Linked DNA regions of Sus scrofa: region 1 is linked to region 2. Evidence: chromatin contacts called from public Hi-C data. All regions are on one chromosome and are shown on one strand. Each heading gives the region's core, a stretch centred on a gene start, on an enhancer-like site or on the middle of the called end of the contact. The rest is flanking DNA. Distances are from core to core; before and after follow the strand shown.

Region 1 (6,352 bases), core at 501-3,000, 390 kb after region 2:
CTTCCTGGACTGGCAGGAAGACCACTTCCTGGTCTAAGTGGGCAGAGGAGAAGGCCGAGGAGCAGGGGAACTAAGGTGGGTGAGCGACCCCTGGGGGCTGGAGTGACCGAAGAACACTTCCTGGAGGAATCAAAGAATATTGCCTAGAAGGATGCAGAGGGTCTGGGTTCTCTCCCAGGGGAGGAAATGGCTGGGCACCCCAATGACTGCTTCAGATCCAAAGAGTCAGGGAGTGGGGTACAAAGAGCAGCCTGCATGTGCACCCCTCCTCCACCCCTAATAATGAGACATGTCTGGTCCTTCTCTGCTGCCAAAGCCTGTGCACGAGGCCACCCACCTACCAAAGAGCAATGATGACACAGGCATCCCTCCCTACCTCTGCCGCAGGGAGGCCAGAAGAACAGATGCCTCCTCGAAGCCAGGCATGGCCCATGAGCTGCCCCACCACTCCCTGACCCCTTCTGGACCAAGCCTCATGCTCAGGGCTCCACCCACAGCGACACATCCAGCCTTCAGAACTCACCCCCCACCTCAGTATAGTTAACATTATCCTCGTTTTACAGGCCAGGAATTCCTGCATGGAGGTCAAGGGCGTGCCCAAGGCTAGGCATCGGAGTCGGGCAGTGCAGCTCCAAAGCTAGAGCCCCACATGCTGCCCCACAGGGTGTCAATCTAGGGGGACTGAGGAGCCCCTTTGCCAAGGGGGGCTTCAGTAGTGGGTAGGGCAGAGGTTCCTCTTCAAGGTCACCGAGTAACCTTGTGGGCTCTTCATCGGCCACTGAGGAAGTTCAGTCTTAAGAGCAATGGTCTCTCCCCTCTGCACAGATATCATCAGGGTTCCCACGTTGGCCCTGCAGGAGAGGAGAAGAGGCGGGGGGGGGGGGATGCAGGGCTTTGTCCTGCCGAGGCGTTGAGTCAGAGACTCACAGGCTAGAACACCAGCTCCACAACCACAGGCTGAGCATCCCCGGGCAAGTACCCGCACCTGTGAGCCCCCTCGCCCTCGGGTTCCCACCTGTTTATAATTGTGAGTATTTAACCGGACATGCAGGTAAAGGGCTTATTAGTCCAAAGCCTGGCAGCATAAATGATAAGTAAATGGCAGCTGCTTTACTATCGTTAACATGATCATCTTCACGATCATCTTTCTTGTGTCATTTCATACTGCGGCTTACATCATCTGAGAAAACCAAAGACATTTCGGCATCTGAAGCTCAGAATTCTCTCAAAACCAAAGGGAAAGAAGAAATGGGCCTGCTTTTCTCCCTTCCTTCTCCTATCTATACTCAGCAGAGGGCAGCAAACAGGAACCATCCAAAGATAAGAAAAGGGAGAAGAGAAACACATGGAGAGAAAGCTACACACTCATAAATACACACCCACCCACCACAGCAAGTGGAATTGTTTAGCTTCCTCTAGCTTCCAAAGTATGAACACTCCGCCTCCTCCAGCTAAGAAGGGCCAGGCAGGAAAAAAGTCGAAGCTGAAGAGACAGAAGTTCTTTTTCAGCTTGAGAAAATTTTTCAATGAACTGCCTTTTAATGTGTGGGAGTGGGGGCGGGAGGGAGAGGGGCAGCTCACAGGACGCCTGTGAGGGGAAAAGAAGGTGGCAGCAAAACTCATAAGTGAGATTCAATAAAAGCAGCTTTTATCCGCTCTTCATCTTAACCCTCTCCTTACTCTGTGCTGGAAGCCTTCGTGCCTGAGCTTTCCCAGGAGAACCCTGAGGCCCACAGAGTACAGGGTGGCAAAGAGGTTTTGTCTCCAGGACAGATCTGATGCCCCCACAGCGACTGCCTGGGACACGGTGCCAGCAGGATTCCGGAGCGGCTATTTGTTGGCTTCATCCCTAGGTTTCATTTCCCCTGTTTCCCACAAGAGCATCCAGATTTTTCTCTGGGAAGCTGCTCCACAATTTGGAAGGCCTGACCCCACCCCTAGCTCCAGGGTGGGGTGGTTCAAATCAGCATAGTTCATCCTCCTGACAAGCTTTCGTGGTTCAGAGAGCACATCTGCTCCAAATTGGCCCAGTAACACCTAAGAAGGCTTGCTAGAGTTTATAGGAAAGAAGTTTCCTCTCTCTTATAAAGAAGCTACCAAAAGAGATAGACTTGCTCCTCTGGGTGTGACTATGAGGTCAGAAAGAGTTACAACCCTTTTTTTCCTACCTTGGGGCTCAATCTATCACATGAACCTCTGGATTGTAACACATCTGAAGTCCATTGCAATTACAGGAGCTAATACAGTCTCTTACTCATTTCACTGCATGTGGCGTAATTCATTCTGTTAACTGCAACTGGCAGAACCTGAGATGGCTCTTAAACTCAGATGGGCTCTGTCTGCCACCAGGAGCAAGTGGGGGACAGTAATGGTGCCACATGTGATGCATCCTTTTAATTCCTCTATTCCCCTGCTGGATTCCATTGCCACCTTAAAATGGAATCCATTTTACTTGCCATAAAACGATAAAAATTCAGGAAGTAAATTGACAAAAATAGATGTGCAAAAAAGCCTGATAAGTTCCAGCAGATAATCGGTCTTGATAAATACTGGCCTCCAAAACCTGACGTGATCATCTTGGCTCTTGAGGGATACAACCATAAGAAGGGTCAAATATTAGAATATGGGGGCAGGGGGATACACGTGATGAACCAGAGCAAGAACTTGGAGAAGAACTGCGCTTGAGTCTGCAACCCTCTGAGAATTCATCTCCCCTCACCTGAGCCTCACTTTCCATAACTACTATATGAGGGGCTTGGACTTAGGTGACTTCTCAAGCACCCTTCCCGCTCTGACACATATGGATCACTCCCCAAACACCTTCTGACTATCTTCCAAGTACCAAGGCTTATGCTATTTGCTAGAAGAGGATGTGGTTCCTACTCTAAGACATTCCCGGGAGAGGAAGAAGTGATACACTCCTCAGCCACAGGAACTCGGGCAGGTACAGGCGACCTCGTTTCCCCACCCCGCTGTGCATGTGGACAGCAGTTCTCTGGGAAGCAAGATTCTTATTTAAATCCTCCCTGGGGGCATCAGCTCTTCCTTTACTGGCACTGACACATATATGGGATATGGTCAGATGTATGCAAAATACAGAGCCTACTGCAGACACCATCATGAGCTTTTAGCCGCCACTGGACACGCTTCTGGCTGCCAAGTTTGCCTCAGGGTGCTTTTTAGTGATGAGATCCTGATGCCATCTCTGTGTAAGAGCAGACCGCGGACAAGGTACAATTAGCAAGTGAGATGGTTATCCTTTAAATGGGCCTTTGCTTTCTCATTTCTGATTCTATTATTTGTTATCGTGTCACTGGAACCAACAGATTAAAGGCTGAACATCCTTAGACTTAGAAGAAGGCCCTGCAGTACAAACACCTCTCTAAATAGAGGTCTCATCACAAGGTAGATACAGAGGCCTGTTTAAACACACTTCTGGGAGTTCTCATTGTGGCTAAGTGGCAACAAACCCGACTAGTATCCATGAGGACTTCGGGTTCCAATCGCTGGCCTCACTCAGTGGATTAAGGATCTGGCATTGCTGTGAGCTCTGGTGTAGGTCACAGATGCGGCTCAGATCTGGTGTTGCTGTAGCTGTGACATAGGCTGGCAGCTGCAGCTTTGATTCGACCCCTAGCCTGGAAACTTCCATATGCCTCAGATGTGGCCCTAAAAAGACTAAATAAATAAATAAACACACTTCAACTATCCAGGCCTTTCCAATACAAGCTCCTGAACAAACCCCAAGGTGCTGGAGTTGGAAAATCCTAACAAAGTATCTATTCCCTACACTGCAAGTGAGATGCAACATGCCACGGACTCCCCTTGAGTAGCAGTGTAGAGAAAGAGTCTGAGGTCAAGTCTGGCCTTTGTGGGAAAGAGACCAATTAGCAATGCAGTCGCTGGCCCGGAGAGCGGAAGCACTTATGATACACATTAACCTTTTCCTTCTGAATCTGAGCGCTTACCTCACAGATGGAGAATCTAAGGCCCAGAGAGGTTAAACCACTTCCCTGAGGTCATACCATGAGTTCAAGGCAAAAGAGTGAACTGAAACACAGTCCTGTTCCCAGACCTTCCAGGACTGGCCTCCCCCAGGAGATCGCAAGACTGGGATGAGAAAAGAATGAAGAAGTCAGATCTGTGCAGGTAAATCAACAACTCTTCTCCATCGGCATCAGATTTCAGCTGGGCATGGAGACAGAGAAGTGATTAGTAATCTAAAGGATCCCACCCCCTCTGTGGAAAATTAAAGAAATCATTCCAAGGCTGCATTTCCATGGTACTTCACTTTCTGATGGGTGAGGCTCTGCCACCAAGAAGACTGAAAAATGGGAGGAGAGTTAAGTATTGATTTCTGGATGTTCTAAGAATAAAGTTCAGGTCTGACACAGTGAGAAAAACTATTGACATTTGAAAATAAAAGTCATTGGTATTCCATTATCCCACCAATTTCTATTTCCACACTTGCTATTATCCAATGAAGTCATTTTTCACGAGAGATTATGGCTCAGAAATTGGGAGGGACTGCATCACGTTTCTTTAGCACAGGTTTTAACAGCCTGTTCCCGAGCCTAGAATATGAAACAGACCACAGAATTAAACCAAGATGTTAAGCGGATTGGGACCAGGAATGAGCGGCACCCCCGAATTAAAATGAAGATGGCTTCAAGATTGGCTTTTCTTACTTGGTTTTGCGACTTTCCAAGAAGTCAGCTGTCTGACCAGATGAGTGCTCAAATCCTAGATGCATTATGTGTCCTTTACAAATCAGCTGCCTGACCCAGCTCCAGCGGTACACCCAGAATGAGCTAGCGTGAATTACAAAGACTTAGGTTCTGAATTTGAAATCCTATATTCTTTAGTCCAGTGGAGAAATCAAGGAGTTAAAGGACTACTCAAACAGCAAGTATGCTACCCTTCTCTCAAAGCCACAAGGAAACTTCTCTCAAACCCACAAGGAATATAGTTTTCATTTGGATAAAGTCCTGTCATCTGACGTCCCCCCAGAGCCTCTGCAGTTATTTCTACTCAAAAGATCAATGAGGAGCTCTGGGATAATTCTCAACAATTACAAGAATGACAAGCTGAGCTCAGAACTGGTCAGCCGGGTCGACTGCAGCTCTGTGTGCTCGAGATGCCAGAGTCCCCAGATCGCAGCCTGATGTGCACGTCCCAGTGCACTGGGATGAGGGACGGAACACCAGCGCTTTGAGAAGTCAGCCTCCTCCCTCGAGGCCAGCTGACATTCAAACAAGGACCGGGGGCCAAGCCTGGTGCTGTGCATCTGCAGGAGAGTGAAACAAAAAGGAGCTGTGTGGAAATTTGGCAGAGTGTTCCTGAAAGGCAGCAGATGAATGCTGAATCCTATAGCATCTACAAGAGCAAATCGTTGGGGAAACAGCTCCACTCTGTTGCTCCCAGAAGCCTCAGATTTTTATTTTAAAGCAAGGATCATCAGCTGACACCCCCTACCACTATCACCAAGCCCCTTTACCACTACTTCCTCCTTTTTGCTTTCATGATATTCCAGAGAAAAAGAAATGAACAAGAACTAGACCTTCCCAGATGAGCTTCTCTGTCCATTTCAGTGAAGGGCTCGGAGCAGCACCCAGCTGTTGCTCCCCTCTCTCTCTGCCCCAAAGGCTGCCTTACTCCATCAATCCCCTCTTGCACAAGTGAATAATTTACTTTGAAAGCTCAGGCCAAACTGGCAGTTAACCTTGACCTTCTCTCTACACATCTGGGTCTATAGAAAATGAAAATCAGGTCGTCTCTGGCATCCACAGCAAATGAAATACGAGGGCTTTCTCCAGGCAGAAGGAGGATGTCAGGGCTATTTTAGAACTGGCTATAGCTATTCCAAAGGAGAGTTTGCTCTTGGGCAGGATACAGCCCCCTTGATGTGGGGCTGCGTCCAGTACAGACCCCACTGCTAAGGGATGTCACAAGGGACTCTTGCCTCAGGAAAGGAAAGAGAAGTGGCCAGTATCCTCCACGTTGACTAAATGATGGTATCACAGAAGGCTCGGCCAATAACCACATTTTACAGATGGAGAAAGGGAGGCTGAGAGGAGATGGGAGGTGATCAAGGACACACACAGCAAGTTAACAGTAAAGCTGAGGACAGAACCCTGACCTCCTGTCCCTAATGCTGGTGCAGGGTAGGAACAGAAAAAAAGAGATTTCATGAAGTAAAAACCAATCTGGATATAGAATTTAAGGAAGAGGGGTCTAAGTCAGCTGGCAGGGTTTGACAGGGGGTTAGGAAAGGAGTTGGGGCCTTAGCTTCCAAACAGTAAGATCTACCAGAAAGATCAACCAGGCCCTTCAGAATGGTTTGCAACAAATG
Region 2 (6,513 bases), core at 1,517-4,016:
CCTTCCTGGAGAAGGGACTGTGTGCTGGGTTTTGAAGAACAAGTAGGGTCTTAACCAGATAGAAACCTGAACAAAAAGTGTTCCAAGCAGTGGGAACAGCATGTGAAAAGCCCCAGAAAGATTAAACATGATGTTAGGGAGCACCAGCCTACTCCTTCCTAAAGCACACTGCTGGGGGTGAGGGTTAAAAAGCAGATTTCCAGGCCTCACTATAGACGCTATGGAATGGGTTCTGGGAATCAGCATTTTGACAGATTTCAGATATACTTTTTCTTCAATATTCAGAAATCAAACTGTGTTTCCATAGATTGGCAATGAGAAAGATGAAAAGGAAATTAAGAAAATAATTTCACTTGCAATAGCATCATAAAAAATAAAATACTCAGGAGTAAATTTAATAATAGTGCAAGATATCATTGAGGAAAATTGAAGAACCAAGCAGAAAGACATCCTATGTTCATGGATAATACTGCCCCAAATTGATTCACAGATTCAATGCAACCCTATAAAACTGCAGCTGATTTCTTTTTATAAATTGACAAACTGACCCTAAAATTCATATGAAGCTCAAGGGACCCATAATAGCCAAAACAAGCTTGAAAAGTATTAAACTGGGTCCCAGGACTCACACTTGTTGATTTAAACATTTACTGCAAAGCTACAGTAAAAGCAGGGTGATACTTGGATCTAGACATTTCTCCAGAAAAGATATGGAAATGATCAATAAGCACATGAAAAGATGCTCAACATCATTTAGGAAATGCAAATCAAAACCAGGGTGAGAGACCACTTCACACACAGTAGGATTACTTTAATCAAAACAAATGTTGGGGAGGACCTGCAGAAATTGGAACCCTTTTACTGCTGGTGGGAATGTAAAATGGAGCAGCCCCTGTGGAAAACAGGTGGGCAGCTCCTCAATAAAATAAACATGGAATTATCATACGACATGGCAGTTCTGTTTTTTTGTTTGTTTTTTGTTTGGTAGATACACTAAAAAATTGAAAGCAGGGATTCAAAAAGATATTTGTACACCCATGTTCATAATTGCACTATTCACAACAGCCAAAAGGTGGAACCAACTCAAATCTCAAATGTCCATCGAGGGATGACTGGATAAATTTTTTTTTTTTTTTTTTTTTTTTGTCTTTTTGCCTTTTCTAGGGCCGCTCCCACGGCATATGGAGGTTCCCAGGCTAGGGGTCGAATCGGAGCTGTAGCCACTGACCTACACCAGGGCCACAGCAACGCGGGATCCGAGCCGCATCTGCAACCTACACCACAGCTCATGGCAAGGCCGGATCGTTAACCCACTGAGCAAGGGCAGGGATTGAACCCGAAACCTCATGGTTCCTAGTCAGATTCATTAACCACTGCGCCATGACGGGAACTCCATGGATAAATATTATGTGGTACAGCCATACAAGGGAATAGTACTCAGCAATAAAAAGAAATTTATACCGATCCAAGCTACAACAATGGGGGAACCTTGAAAACATGATAAATGAAAGAAGTCAGTGAAGTAAGTGATGCCAAAGATCATTTACTGTACAGCCGCATGCCTACACAATGTCAGAAACAGGCAAATCCACAAAGACAGAAAGCACATTGGTGGTTGCCAGGGGCTGGGAGGTATTCAGTGAAATGGGTACACTGGAGTGATAAAATTATTCTAGAATTAGATAGTGGTGATGGTTGCACAACTCTCTGAATACACTAAAACACACAGAATTATACACTTTAAAAGAGCTTGTGAATTACACCTCAATGGCGCTGTCCATCCTCCCTCCCCTCTTTCCTTCTTTTCCTCCCTCCCTTGCAGCCTTTCTTCCAAGCCTATGAGCCATCAGGAGAAAAGCGTCTGGAATTCAGGGCTGGAATAGAGTTGGGCGTTCTTAACCTGGAGGTCTGAGACCTCTGGGGATCTAGGAAGAGGCTCCAGGGAGCCCTGTCCAGTGCAGCTATTTTGTCTCCATAGCATCCTAAAAAATAATCATATTAAAAAATAATTTCCTATTTGAGTCTTTTACTGGTGCCAGGTATGCTGGTACTGGGCTTAGTGCATTCTTTTTTTTTTTTTGTCTTTTTTTTAGGGCCTCACTTGCAGCATATGGAGGTTCCCAGGCTAGGGATTGAATCCTAGCTGTAGTCACCGGCCTATGCCACAGCCACAGCAACGCCAGATCGGAGCCGCATGCCAGATCCTTAACCCACTGAGCGAGGCCAGGGACTGAATCCACAACCTCGTGGTTCCTAGTCAGATTTGTTTCCGCTGCACCACGACAGGAACTCCTATGTCTCTTGGATTCTCACCTATTCCAGTGGGAAGTACTATTATCAGTCACATTTCACCGAGGAAAGGAGGAAGTCCCTGAGACCAAGAAAAGTCAAGTCACTGGCCAAGTGGTCCAGGCCACTGGACCCACGGGGTCGGAGCTGAGCCAGGAGGGCTCAAACAGGGGCGGTCTAAGTTGCGGTGGCCCTGTGGGACCTGTATGGCAGCTAGATGCTTGGTCCCTTTTGAGCTGCGTGGATGAGTTTGAGGAGAACGGGCGAGGGTGAGCAGCGGGTGGGGAAAACTCCCGCTCCAGCGAGAAGGCAGGTTGGGTGTGTGTGGGGGGTGGGGTGAGGTGGGATTCATTGAGGGGAAATTTACAATCCGCGTGTTGGTAAACTCCTAGCCCTGGTTTGTCACTCACTCGGGCCTCTCGCAACTCACTCCCCGGAAGGCCCATTGGGGGAGGTGGCGCTTTGAGAACCGCAGGCGGAGGAGAGGGAGGAGCGAAGCCGAGAGGCTAGGGTGGAAACCAGACGCGCTAGCTGCGCGCAGCGGGCGTGCACATGCGTGCGCGCGCGTGTGTGTACACACTTGATGGGTCGCGGGCTCGCCTAGTTCTGTGACCGCGCGTGCAGCGTGAGGGGCGCCTCGGATCGTGCGGGAGGGTAAATCATCGCGACCTTGTGCGCGCGCTCGGAGAGTGTGATTGTGGGATCGGACGCGTCTGTGTCGTGACTGTAGTTCTACTTAAGAACTCTACAAGTGTTCTAGCTGCCAGTGCCATGTGGGATGCCCGGGGGACAGGGTGACAAAACAGTTGAGGACCTTGACCTCCTTGCTGGAGCTGACACAACGGGGAGGGGGAATTTTGTGTGGAGGAATGGAAAACAAATCAAGGCAGGGAAAAAACTTCAACTTGGGTACGGGTGTCTGGATCTAGGAGATTGTGCGCGCGTGTGTGCGTGGGTGTGTGTATGTGTGCATGCGCCTGTGATAGGTTTTGGAGCAACTGCTGTCCCACGAGTCCGGACAAGCAGCTGTGGATCTTGCCTTGGGGAGAGGAGAGGCTGAGCCTTGACCGCATCTTAAAGTCTTAAACCCCAGAGGACTGGGTCCTGCGACTCGCCCTGAAACAACGCCTCCACGAGGGATGGAGTGTGACCTGTGACCGTCTCGCATAGCACCCATGTCCGCTTTGGGAGTTTGCTTTCTGAGCTCAGGCTGAGCCAGTTCCCCAGGGAAAGCACTCTTCCCCCTACCCCCTAAGACTCTCTGAAGGCCCCAAACTAAGCTGATGTGGGGGCCAATGGACAGCACCATCCCCTTTTAACGGATGAGGGGAGAGGCCCGTCCCGCGTAACGAGCGCGGGGAGTCAGGGCAGATCTGGGACTTGCTCCACTGCCCTCCACTCCGGGACTGCAGTGTGCGTCATTCTGCTATTAGGCCAGTAGGTGGCGTTAGAGGCCAGGGCTAGGCCGGCGACTCGCAGGCCTGGGGGCTTTGGGCTCCGGAAAAGAGCAAATGAGAGATACCTTCAACAGGCTCTTGCTGTATGTCAGACGCTGTGCCGGGGCCCTTCTTGCATTAACTTGTTTAACCCTCCTGTTATCTAGTTTCCTGTCCCTTTTTTACAGATGAGGAAACTGGGGATCAGAGATTCCTTCTGTGTAACTTACCTACAGTCACTCAGCTTTGTGTGTGAAGCCCAGTTCAGAGGCTCAGGTGCAGGTGGGGGAACCAGGGCTTGAGAGTGGTCCCAGGTCTTGCTGGGAGTGGGTTGGAGGCAGGCTATGAGATTGTCTCGATGCCATGAGAGAAGTGCATCTGTGACAGGAGGGGACAGGATCCTGGGAGGAGCACCAGGGGGTCTGAAGCCAGGCCCAGCCTCTTCTTCCTGGGTCTTACCATAGCCCACTTTGGTGTCTTGGACTTGAGGGCAAGGGGAGATGCTCAACGGCCCCCTCCTTCCCCTCCCCCAGATGTATCTGTGCACCTGTTCGCAACACAGCTCTTCTGGGGAGCCCGCAATGACCACTGATGCCCAAGAAGGCCTCTATTCCTACCTGCTGCTGGAGGGACAGTCCAGGTACCACCTTGTAACAAGCTCCCCGCATCCTAACACATGGTCAGTATGGCACCACCTCCCCCATACCAGTCCCTAGAGTTCGCAGTGAAACCAGCAGCTCTTGCTTGCCTTTCTAAACACACCCAACTGGTCCGCTCTACCTCAGTGGGAAGCACTGGGCTCCTCAGAGCAGGGGTCCTGGTTTAGCCACCCTCCATCTCCCCACCCTCCCCTGCCCAGAGCCAAGGACAGTGGCTGGACAGGTCTGCAGCCTCATCCCTTCACCCTGCAAATTGCTTCTGAGCCCCCACCAGGTGCCAGGCACTGTCTTACGCACTGGGGCAAAAAACTTGGCTCCCTTCCTCATGGAAGAGGCAGATGATAAGCATATGACATGAATTTTAGTTTCTGTTTGAAAAATGAAATAGAGATATGCTAGGGTGACAGTGGGGTGGGTGGGGCTCTCTTAGAAAGGTGGCCAGGGGCTAGGGAAGGCCTCTCTGGGACAGGAATTTTTGTTTCTTTTTAGGGCCACACCCTGGGCATATGGAGGTTCCTAGGCTAGGAGTTGAATCAGAGCCACCACAGCCACAGCAATGACAGATCTGAGCCACATCTGCGACCTACACCACAGCTCACTGCAGTGCCAGATCTTTAACCCACTAAGCGAGGCCAGGGATCGAACCCGCGTCCTCATGGATACTAGTCAGTTTCATTACCGCTGTGTCACAATGGGAACTCCTGGGATATGACTTTTGAGAAGAAACCTGGAGGCGGCAGCTTGTGAAGCCCTCAAGGGGGTTCCAGACAGAGAGGGCCAGTGCCAAGTCCCAGGGCTAGAGCATTGGGGGTGGGGGTGCTGTCTGGAAGGGGAAGAAGGCAGGACGGAGGAGCAGAATGAGTTCAGAGAGTTGGGTAGGACAGGGGGTGGGCACAGTTTGGAGTTTATTCTCGATGTAGAGGACACCTGGGGAGGGTCCCCAGCAGGAGAGTGAGGCGCTCTGTTTAGCATTCATCTCTCTGGCTGCTGGTAGTCCCATGGAAGCCAACCTCCCCACATCTCCCTTTACAAACCATCTGAAGCTGAGAACCCTGGGGCACAGCTGGTAGCCAGGGTGCCTGACCCAGGCCAGCCCGGGGTCTGCAGAGTTAATCCTCTGGGCCCAGAGCGGCCTCTGATGAGCAGGCCCTGACGCTCCTGGCTGATAAAGCCGCAGGCGGGCCTCTGGCTGGGGGGAAAGTGGAGAAATCCAGGCAGGAGGAGGAGGGGCGCTCCAAGAGCCCCGTAGGAGGGCTGGCCTCTTCCCTCTAAGGTGGTGAGTTTCCTGGGAGAGGGCCCACGAACTTCACAGCGCCTTCTCAGTTAGGGCCCCTCTGAATTTTACAAGGACCCACTTAAAGAAGAGAAGGCAAAATTAAGTGCAGGGTTTCAGAAGGGGCCCTGGGTGAGGCTCCTTAGCTGAAAGGTTAGCACATCCCTTGGCCCTTCCATCAGGGGAGAAAGCCTCGCATAGACAGGGAAGCCGGGGCTCCAAGAGCAGAAGTGTGTCCACAGCAGGGGCCCCAGGCCAGAAGTGGGGGGCCCAGGGCATAGTGGAGATGGGTAGGCAGGTGGTTTCTTGGCGGGGAGGGCTAGGACCCACGTCCTCCTGTAAGATATTCCACACCTGCACACTCCAAACTACCTGGGTCGGGGCAGGGGGTTCAGGGAACTGGCTGAGGATTAGAATCCCCAGGAATGGCTTAAAATGCAGTTCCTGGGCTTGATCCAGATTTGCAGAATCAGAACCCCCCTGGAGAGGCCTAGGACTCTGGATACTGAATACACTCATCAGAGCTGGGGACACTGATTTGGCCATTGGTCCAGAGTCCTACCTGTGTCAAGAAGGACCTCGACAGGAGTGATGAGGGACAAAGAGGGTGTGTGTGTGTGTATGTGTGTGTGTGTGTGTCTAGGGGAGGAGGCTGACAATATGGTAGCCTCAGCTCTGGCCAGGATGGCTCTGGGACGAGGAGAACCAAGCCTGGTGGTGGTGGACTTTGCCTAGGCGTGAATCCTGCCTCTAGTGCTCAGAATGGAACCGTGTCAGGTCCTCCCTCTGTTCAGCCTCCAGAAAATTCCTGAGACCTATCACAGGAATTACGAAAAGAGCCATGATCCTTGAGCCA

Evidence for each region. Hi-C and Micro-C count contacts between places; a contact is called where the count stands out from the background.
Region 1: a Hi-C map of omental adipose tissue shows a contact between it and region 2, with 1.5 times the contacts expected there. The contact joins two enhancer-like sites. A contact is called at or near these places in 5 of 47 Hi-C or Micro-C datasets (embryonic fibroblasts, fetal heart ventricle, heart right ventricle and 2 more).

What each region holds. Positions count from the first base shown.
Region 1 is chr16:68,953,386-68,959,737 of Sscrofa11.1, forward strand. All of the region lies in intron 2 of GALNT10 (polypeptide N-acetylgalactosaminyltransferase 10), which reads right to left. Among named protein-coding and RNA genes, the nearest start is that of GALNT10, 76 kb to the right of the region's middle. Within about 2 kb of position 1,751, at least 12 of the 83 cell types and tissues checked have an H3K27ac peak or open chromatin away from gene starts, as enhancers often do. A contact at or near this core is called in omental adipose tissue, where this site is marked.
Region 2 is chr16:68,563,910-68,570,422 of Sscrofa11.1, forward strand. No RefSeq gene overlaps it. Among named protein-coding and RNA genes, the nearest start is that of HAND1, 110 kb to the right of the region's middle. Within about 2 kb of position 2,767, at least 28 of the 83 cell types and tissues checked have an H3K27ac peak or open chromatin away from gene starts, as enhancers often do. A contact at or near this core is called in omental adipose tissue, where this site is marked.